Regions from separate parts of the Mus musculus genome. Here region 2 is linked to region 1. A link is a contact called in public Hi-C data. All regions are on one chromosome and are shown on one strand. The core of a region is the stretch at or near the end of the contact, and the rest is flanking DNA. Distances in the headings are between cores, read along the strand shown.

Region 1 (4,753 bases), core at 642-3,141:
AGTGTATACACCTATGGGTAAATTGTGCATATGTGTGCATGTGGATGGGGATAAACATATCCAGAGAGAAGGAACTTGGAATAATTTTAAAGTCCTTTGAGACTTGATTTAAATTTAAAATTTAGAGCGAAGGACCCCAGATAACCTCTGGAAGTCCTCAAATGGAGCAATATGGAGACTCTTCTAGCAACTGCCTGAGCCAGGAGAGTCAGAAAAGTCTGGTCGAGGAGCCCTCTAGGAAAAAGAGGGGAAGAATCAGGAGACACTCAGTAAACCATGTTGACATCAGGAGGAAAAGAAAGACTCAAGGATGCCTTGGATACATCAATTAAGAAATATTTATTGAGTGTGAATCAAACAAGAAAGGACCGAATTTATTTTTTTTCCTTCTGAAATTATAAAATGAGCTTTTTCCATTGCAAAATAATATAGTCCCAGTACAGGATATAATTAGAAAATGACAGGAAAAGTAATCTACCTCCATGACAGCATTTTATGACCCCTGGAAGGACCCATTGAGAATGAATGTGCCTGCTGTGCTTCGGATGGGGAAATGGGGGAGGGGGTGGTCCTCTGAGCAGCTTGCCCCATCCAAATACCCAGAGGAGACTTGAAGTATAGACCACATCTCGATGCTCCCAGTCTCTGTGCTGCCCCCATGGCCATAAGGCCAGATTTCCTTCAATGTGCCCGTGTGAGTCCTTCCTCCCTACTCAGTGGGCATTTTAGATTCCATATTTTTTCTTTTAAAACACACATTGTCCTTTTAAAACATGTACTTGATCTTCCTAGGGTATGTTTTTTGCCGGGTAGAGTCCTGGAAGTCTGAGTTCTCCCCAGCAGTAGTATGGGTCAGGGGTTACTCTCTTCTTTCTTCCAACAGTGGCCTCAGCCTTTCTTACTCTCCTCTAGTGTTAGGCATGTTGGCTCAGAGCCCATTGGTCACCCTGGGGATTTGGGGGAGAAGCAGACAGGTTAACTGGTTAGACACACTGGCTCACTGACAAAATGAACCCTCTGCCAACCAGTTGGTCTCACTCTCTGGCTGGCTGGCTGGTAAGTGGCTTGCCGCCATCTATAGTGGTTCGTCCACTCACAGAACCTCAGCCATCCTTGGGCATCTCACCAGTCACAGCCTATGTCAGTTTCTCCATTAGTTGTTGGCCATGTATCTCCTCAGTCTGTCCATCAGTCAGTCTATAGGTCTGTCAGCTGCCAGCAAGTAGGTGGGGCCACACCCTGACGTTCCCTCCAACTGGTGATCTCAGGCCTCACCTGAGGGGGAGGGATGGAGGGAGAGGATCATTTCCTCCCTGCTGAGGCCCTTTGAAGTGTGCTCTGTCAACCTTGGAAACTGAGCTGAGAAGTTATTTATGAAGTACCGGAGTGCAAACAGCCTCATCAGTCTGTGTTGCTAGCAGCCAACTTGAGTCCACTCATCTTCCATCGACCGTGTTTAAAATGCAGAGCTGTGCGTCCCTCTTGCCCACGCTGCACCCCCAGCTGCCTCCCTCATGGAGAGCTGGAGGATTGGTTTTCAGGAGCAGGTGATTTCATCAGTTGCTTCTGAAGCCAACTTGACTTCGCCTGGGTCTCTCCAGGAATGAGTCACTGCCTGCAGAGGAGACTTCTGGGAAGAAAGCAAGTTCTCAGAGCATATGCTGTGCCATCCTGCTCAGGGTCTCAGAACCCCAAGAATAAGACCTTGGTCTGGTTTGGTGGAGCCATTTACCATGTGGAGACCCTGTCTGACCCAAATGGGATGGGGAGGGTGGCTCAGCAGGGTGCTATGAACTGATGGAAGAGCTGGGCTCTGCTGTGGGAGCCCAGGCAGGGAGCACATAGATTCTTTAACATTCACGGCAGGTTTCTTGATATCTGTAGGAGGAGGCAGCTTTCAGCACATGGCCTAAGGCAGAGGAAGATGTTGGCTCTCAACCCCCTCCAGCCTTCTACTGTGCTGCTGTCACATGGGTCCTACTAGTCATTTTTCAGCACTGATCCAGCTAAGTTCCAGGAACCAGCCCTCCACATGGGACTGAGCTGTCAAGTTCAAAAATCATTTACCAAGTGCTTCCCAGGCGTCTGGCCCCCTGAATCCTCCTTTAGAGGGCGCATGCTGTCACGCTCCATAGAATTAACAAGCCCTACCGCCTTCAAGGCTGGGTTGGGATTGGACATTGTAAAGCAAAACCAATATTGTCCTTGCCTTCATGGAGGTTAGACTCCAGACATAACTGGTCAGCGGTGAAATAAAGGACAGCGAACAAGGAAAACATGATTTGTGGTGTTTGGAGAGCTGGGGGCCTTGCATGAGCCAATGCGGACGAAGACTGAGAGTTGTTAAGGTGAATGAAGATGAGGACAGAGTGTGTTCTGATGCCTTGTGGAGGGAGGGAGACCGTAGCAGTGAGTCAACTGCTGCCACAGAGACTGGAAGAGAGCAGAGATGTGCGCAGAGGCAGACAGAAGCGTTTTTCCCACGTGAGTTATTACATTCATTCATACGTGTGTACATTAATTATACATGCATCTATGTCTTCATTCATCCACATTTTCAGCAAACATTTGCTGAGTGTCCACACTACGTGTCTCTCTCTTCCAGAGCTCACTCATCATGAACTACAGAAATTAGGACTGACCAGCTCGCTGTCCTGGCTGGAGAGCCATGATTACAAGGAGCCATGGGAACAGCATGAGAGTTATGCTGTTGAAAGAAACAGACTGGCGAGCCGTGACATGATGCCTGCCTAGTCTCTCTGGCATCTCCGGGAAACATGGCAACCGTATTGTGGCAAGCACTACAAAGCATCTACTACTGCAAGGGTGAATGTCCCTCCGACTTTTGTTGCCTTGAGCTATCAAAATCCTGAGCTCAGGTAGGGAGTTAAGTTTGCCTCCTACCACATCAGATATTCAAGATTAGGAAAAAAATAAACCCTTGTATTTAAAGATGTTGTATTGTTATTTCTTGAGTCCATGCTTGTTCTAATCTGCCCAGGAATAGTGTCACCCAGTATAATATGGTAACCTCTACAGATGCTGTCCTAACATGACCCCAGACATCAGGAGTAGCTATTCTAAGACACATTTGAAGTAGTCTGAGAGCAGCCCCAAACCATTCATAGTTCACCCTCAAATTCTGAAGACAAAGCCAGGATCCCCTGCTGGCCTCCTGGCAATGGCTCTTTTTTGGAACTCTTAACATAGTTTCCATGGATGATACAAACATGGCAATGGGTTCTTGCACACATCTGGGTGTGTGACTCTTTTGCTTGGTGTCTGGGTTGCTTCCTGAGTCAATCACTCTTGACTTTGTTATCACTCTATGAAGTGGGGGTAGGGTGTGACCCTCTAAGGGCTCAGTCAGGGCTTGGCTCAGGGACCGTGTGGGAACATTGATGTTGGGGCAGGATCTGGACCCTCCTGAGCAGGCTGTGAAGACAGTGCTCTCTCAGCTATATTCTTGAGACCATGGGAATCTATACCAGAGTGTGCCCTCATTTTCCCAGTGACATGCAGGGTGGGGGGACTCCAAACACACCTCCTCTGCTCCTTTCCCTTCCAGAGTGGATCCTTGGCTATATCTCTTAAGTTCATGCCTCTCACCCATGCTTCACTTCTCATCGGCACCTCCCAGCTTTATGGAAAGAGTAAAGCAAGCTTCAACCTGTTGAGAATTTTTTGGATGGTTCGATCTCCCTGTTATCAAGATCTGCTGAGTTCCCGGGTTGGAAATGGCTGAACAGGCTGAGTTACAATAGGAAGTAGTGGACCCATGGCTTAACAGACAGAAAAGTCTGCTTGTCTCTGTCCTTTGTTGGGGGAGAGGCTAGATAAGGCTATCTGTGTGTCAGAGACTTCTCCCCCGGGAGAATATGGCCACTGTGATTGGGTAGAGAGAAGAGCTTTCCTGTTTGAGACCAGAAGCAGTGGGTTTCTTCCTGACTGGAAAACAGCTCCATACTAAGGGCGGCTTCTTTCTCTCCCCCTCATTGCTCACACTGGGTTCGCTCCTCAGTCTTGTGACTGAACACCTGTGTTCATGTGTGTATGCCTTTCCAGGCAGCAGGTGGATACAGGGATGGGAGTGCCTCTGTGTGTGCCTTGGCTGTACCTTGAACAGATATGGTGGCACCGAAGCAATGTGTCCTGGGCCAGAAAGGGGCCTTAAGAAGAATGAGAGCATGGAGAGCTGAGCTAGTAAATCTCAAGAAAGCCTAAGTCCTTTGCTTCATGCCTGGCTCCAACAGCATGGCTTCAACAGAAGGTTTGGTGACACTCTGGAGTCTAAGAGACCTGCCCTAAGACACAGGTTGGGGGTATCTCCCCATTGTTACCTCAGACACCCATGCAGCATTAGTACCAGCAGGGTTTTCTTCTGACTTCCGTTTTATTATGAAAAGTTTCAGGTGTGGAAGAAGCTGTAAGAATATTACAATGGGCTGGAGAGATGGCTCAGTGGTAAAGAGCACTGATTGCTCTTCCACGGGTCCTGAGTTCAATTCCCAGCAACTACACGGTGGCTCACAACCACCTGCAATGGGGTCTGACGCTCTCTTCTGTTGTGTCTGAAGAGAGCAATAGTGAATACATTTAAAGAGAAGAAGAAGAAGAAGAAGAAGAAGAAGAAGAAGAAGAAGAAGAAGAAGAAGAAGAAGAAGAAGAAGAAGAAGAGGAGGTTCTTCTGCACACGCCCACTTTCCCCGGCACTATTTATTGAAAAGATTCTCCTTTTCCATGCATGTGTTCT
Region 2 (4,925 bases), core at 1,751-4,250, 150 kb before region 1:
CACACACATGAAATATTCCTACCTTTGGTCTTAGCTTCATGTTGCCAAGTTCTTTGGACTATCTGCCGTTAACTTTGTATTCTTCAGAACACTGGATAAAAAAAGGTCTAGTATCTCTTCATTGCTCTTGATAATCTGGAGATTTAGTGTGCATGTGGGGTGTGTGTACACACATGAGTTAAAATCTACATGTGGAAGTCAAAGAACAACTTGGTTAGATTATTTCCTGTCTTAACATGGGCTAAAGTTGAATCCTATGAACACATCTTATTGCCATCCCCCCACTGTTTTTTTTTTGGGGGGGGGGGCGTATCTTGTCTCAGGACTGGCAACATAATAGGACCACAAACAGCAGTGGAGTGAGTTTCAAGTTAGCACTTAGTGCCATTTTGAACATTTCAAAAGTCATTCAATATGTATATTAACGCTTAACTGGGCTTCAGGGTGTAATTGAAAAGTGACCTAATTTAAGTGACTGAACTCAACAGAGTTTTGATGATTCAACTCTAAGAAAAGGTTGGTTTCTACACAAAATTGAGAAATATGAAAAGATAGGGATTATAGCTATTAGTTTGCCTTTGTCTTTATAATGTGCCCCATCTCATTGTATGCTCAAGTCTTTTGGCAGGCAAGGAAGAACATTCAAGTCTAGGACTAACTATGCCACATGTGCAGGTACTCAAATACTCAACTGCTGAGCCAGCTCAGTAGCCCCTATCCCTTTTCTGAGACAGGGCCTATGTAGCACCCAGGTGGACCACTAGCTGGCTGAACCCAAGCATAAGCCTGAGCTGATCTGCAGCTTCTACCTGAGTGGCTGGGATCACATAGAGCTGAATGCTTCTATCCATTTTCTAGTGGGTGTTGGGAATTGAACTGTGAGTCTACCAAGCTACACCCCCCAGCACCAGAACTTTTGATTCTTGAATTAATGTCCTCAGACCACCAAATTTTTGGGACTGTCTTGTGTGATGACTGAGGTCATCAAACCACTGTAGGTGGGACAATAGTTACCCATTGTATTCAAAAGTAATGAAAAACTAATAAAGTGCAGATAGGAAAAAATTAATTTTAGCCAGAAGATACATGAAACATGTCAGCAGATACACGTGTGCCAGTCTGTAAAGCAAGACCACTTTTTGGTTCAGCCCTATTTGTGGTTTGTCATTTCACTCTATTGGTTGGTTGGTTCCAGAATTTAGGAAGTTACTAGTAACTTTGCAAGGCTAGTTCAGGCAGCCCAGACAATAAACATAAAATCAACTTCCTTTCATGCAACAATTCTCTCAACAACTCGATTTCGCAAAGGTTTTCAGGATTTGTTTTTAATACTGCCCCCTTAGCCTCAACTTTGAAAAAGAACTGAAAGTCGCTTACAGGGAGGTCTGGTCCTTGGAACAAATACTATGTTTCTATAACTTGAGAAATAACACCACCGAGCAGCACCTTCTTCACTTTGCTCCAGCGAACGGGGAATAACAACCACAGCTACGGACACAAGGCCTTTAAATCAAATAATCCGAATTCCTGAGTTTTGCATTTTGAGCTCGTTCTCTAGTTTCTTGCCCACTGTGACCTGTTTGTTTTAGCATCAGTCCAAAGCAGAACTTGGCTGACCCAGGCTCTAGACAGAATGAGGCAGGCCTCTGACAACAATATCTACATTTGGGGGTTAATGGAAGGACAGAAAAAGTTCAGGGTTGGTGATCAAGGGCAGGAAAACTAGCTGCTTAGATTGCGAACTGAAGAGGACCTGGAGTGAGCGCTGACCAGAGTCCTGGCTACTCCCAGGCATGTAGCCATTCAGGGGCGAGGTTACAGCGACATTTTTGAGCCGCTAGGTGGTAGCCGTGTGCTTCCAAAACCCGGGTCACCTAACTAGAGAACGCAGCTGGAATCCCTAGAACCGACCTTAGAGTCCCAGAGCGGGGGAAGGGAGAGAGACGCCCCTGAGACTTTGCCATCTCCTACGGCAAAACAGAAGAAGGCGTTACTTAGCGTAGTCATCCCACGGTGGTGGTTGTGGTGGTGGTGCGTGTGTCTGGGAAAAGCCACTATCTTGCGTGGCCTAAGGGTAAGGGTAAACACGACTCCTTTCAGTTGAGTCACCCCACCGGGCGGGCCTCGTCTGTCCTCCCCTTGCTTCCCAACTCTAGTGGATGTGAATATGAACAGCAAATGTGAGCATTCTTTGGGAACCCCGCCTGCTCCATTCGGCCAATATTAGCCTTGTGTCGGAGAGCTCCGACGGCTTCCAGCGCTCACCAGGTCCAGCTTCGTGGGTTCTGCCATGCTGAACGGCCAGTCCCATTGCCGACAGTATTGAGTGCCTCCCCTCCAACCCTGAGCCGCCAGAAGGAGGAGGCAGCGGAGAGGCCGCGGCAGGCAGGCGAGCAGGCAGGGCCGGCTTTGATGTGGGCGCGGCGCACCCAGCCGCGCTGAGCGCCCGTCCGGCCGCGCCCCGAGGGGGGAGCCCCCGGGCCCCGCATCCTCATTGTGCCGGCGCGGGCCCGGACCCGCCCCTGGCCCCCCGCCCCCTCGCCGCCCTCGCGTAGAAAACGCCCCGGCCGCCGCCAGCGGTGGGAGGCGGCGATGCGCACGGCCGGAGAGACACAGAGGAGGAGACATGAGCCGGCGGGCGCCCAGACGGAGCGGCCGTGACGCGTTCGCACTGCAGATGCGCGCCCCAGCCTCGGAGCGCTGACCCCGGCCCCGCTAGCCTCGCGTCCCGGTTGCGGCGCCTCTGCCGCAGCACCCGCCGTGCATGCTGCCCCTGGACTGAACCCGCAGCCCGCGTCTCGCGAACGTCCAGACGGCCCTCCCGTCCGCCCGCTTCAGTCCAGCTTCCCCGCACCGGCCGGGCTCCTCCCGCACCGCGTTCGCCCCACAGCCCCCGCGCCGGCTCGGAGGGCGCAGCGCTCCGGAGGAGCCGCGCGGGGCGCTGATGCCGCAGGGCGCGCCGCGGAGCGCCCCGGAGCAGCAGAGTCTGCAGAAGCAGCCGGCAAGGAGGGAGCAGCAGCAGCGGCGGCGGCGGCGGCGGCGGCGGCGGAGGCGCCCGGTCCCGGCCGCGCGGAGCGGACATGTGCAGGCTGGGCTAGGAGCCGCCGCCTCCCCCCCCGCCCCGCGATGTATTCAGCGCCCTCCGCCTGCACTTGCCTGTAAGCACCCGCCCGGGTCTGGCCACCCTGCCTGGATGCCTGTCCCTGTGCGTGTGTGGCTCTGTCTGTCTGTCCGCCCGACTTTCTGCTACGTGTCTGTCTGTCTATCTGTGCCCCTTCCTCGGATCTCACTGACCTCCTCTCCCTCTTTCTCCCGCAGGTGTTTACACTTTCTACTGCTGTGCTTCCAGGTTCAGGTACGTGGGCTCCTGAGAGTCGAGTCGTGTCTCTCCCCCACCCCCCTGCCAACCCCAGCGCGCTCTTCTTCGAGGTGCTGGCCGACCCCCCTTCCCGGGACCGCGCCCCCTCTCGGTGCCCCACCCCTCCTGGGCAACAAGCCCAGTGCACCTGTTCCCAGGGCGCAGAAGGGCGGCTTCGCGCGCGTCCTGCGCTGGCGGTATCAGGCCAAGGGCTAGGAGCTACTGCTTGAGCCAGTGCAGACTGTCGCGGCCTCGGTCAGCCTCGGTAGGGAAATCTCTCAGAGTCGGAGGGCTGACTCTGGCCCGAGTGATGTGTGGGACTCCAACCTCCGACCACAGCTGGCGAGGTAGGGACCTAGAGGTTTTTATGCCAACTGTCCCTTTACGGCTTGCTTGTCCCTGCAGACAAAAAGGTTGTTTTCAGCTAAGTGGATTTTGAGTCCAGAGAGAGAGAGCTTTAGTTGTAAATTACTCTGTGTGTGTGTGTGTGTGTGTGTGTGTGTGTGTGTGTGTGTGTGTGTGGAGAGAGAGAGAGAGAGAGAGAGAGAGAGAGAGAGAGAGAGAGAGAGAGAGAGTTCTCCCCATCCTGCTGCGCTCTGCTCCACATGTCCTTGCCCAAGGTGGTGCAGCCCAGGGCTTGTTCCCTGCCTGGTCCCCGTTCGCTCTCTGTGAATCAGAAAAGGGCTTGGCGCTCAGCCTGGAAAGCACTTGCTAAAATCTGATCTGTTACTTCAGCAGCTTTCAGACTCGGGAAGGTCTTGGCACACAGACAGTTGGAATGCTCTGGCTTCCAAAGCCGTGGAAATGAAGGAAAAGGGGGGGGGGGGTAGGGAGTCGACTTCAGCCCCGATTAGAACCAGACCAGGGCTGCCTCAGCATGGTGTGTGTGGGGCGGGGTGTGTGTGTGGGGGGGGGTGGCAATAAGAATAGGAAACACCAGCTGCCCAATACCTCCACCTACCTACAGCTACAAGGGAGGGGACCCAGAATAAACTGGACATAGGCCAAAAGAGGATTATCTGTCCCCTCCCCCTCTCCGTGAAAGGCAGGTGTCCTTGCAGGGCTAATGGGAAGATGCTTGGTTGTAGCCTTCTGAGTTCTGGAGATGCCTGGAGACAGCCCTGTGCACCAGCTAGAGGTGGTTCTCCCAGTTTTCTGGTACAAGGAAGTGTGTGTGTGTGTGTAGCTGAGGCCGTGGTTCCTAGTTCAATCTTCACTGTTCCTTGGGACAGACATGAAACTCAGTGCAAAACCAGTTGAGACTCTGGGCTGAAAGGATAGATGGATGGACAGACTGATGGCTCTTTCCTTCTATTGGCCAGGCTGGGGTCCCCAGTGACTTCTTGAATCAATACAACTGGAGTCAGTAACTTAACGCTGGCTGTTTGCCAAAGCAGATGTGACCCTATGTGGTGAGGGGGTGGGGGACAGGGTCGGGGAATGGTGGATGTTAAAGAAAAGGCCAGTTCCAGGCATGGGCTGCCTAGTCTGTCTGCAGCTGAATTCCCAAGCAGAGGGCAGGTTCCAGGGTCACTCCAGGGGTTCTGCTTGTCTGGCTGGGCTGAGC

Evidence for each region. Hi-C and Micro-C count contacts between places; a contact is called where the count stands out from the background.
Region 2: a Hi-C map of cerebral cortex shows a contact between it and region 1, with 3 times the contacts expected there. The contact joins the promoter of Fgf18 here to the enhancer-like site in region 1. A contact is called at or near these places in 10 of 39 promoter capture datasets (the 3T3-L1 cell line, 3T3-L1-derived adipocytes, HPC-7-derived erythroid cells and 5 more), 2 of 484 Hi-C or Micro-C datasets (adipose-derived mesenchymal stem cells and cerebral cortex), 1 of 115 datasets of contacts at active chromatin or transcription factors (pancreatic cancer cells) and 2 of 9 other capture datasets (adipose tissue and embryonic stem cells).

What each region holds. Positions count from the first base shown.
Region 1 is chr11:32,996,264-33,001,016 of GRCm38.p6, reverse strand. No RefSeq gene overlaps it. Among named protein-coding and RNA genes, the nearest start is that of Gm12111, 72 kb to the right of the region's middle. Within about 2 kb of position 1,891, at least 8 of the 459 cell types and tissues checked have an H3K27ac peak or open chromatin away from gene starts, as enhancers often do. A contact at or near this core is called in cerebral cortex, where this site is marked.
Region 2 is chr11:33,145,475-33,150,399 of GRCm38.p6, reverse strand. It overlaps Fgf18 (fibroblast growth factor 18), which reads left to right and starts at 3,000. Exons shown (of 5, transcript NM_008005.2): 1 at 3,000-3,158; 2 at 3,319-3,355. The coding sequence starts at 3,127. RefSeq lists an enhancer at 2,395-2,425 and promoters at 2,240-3,183, 1-3,183.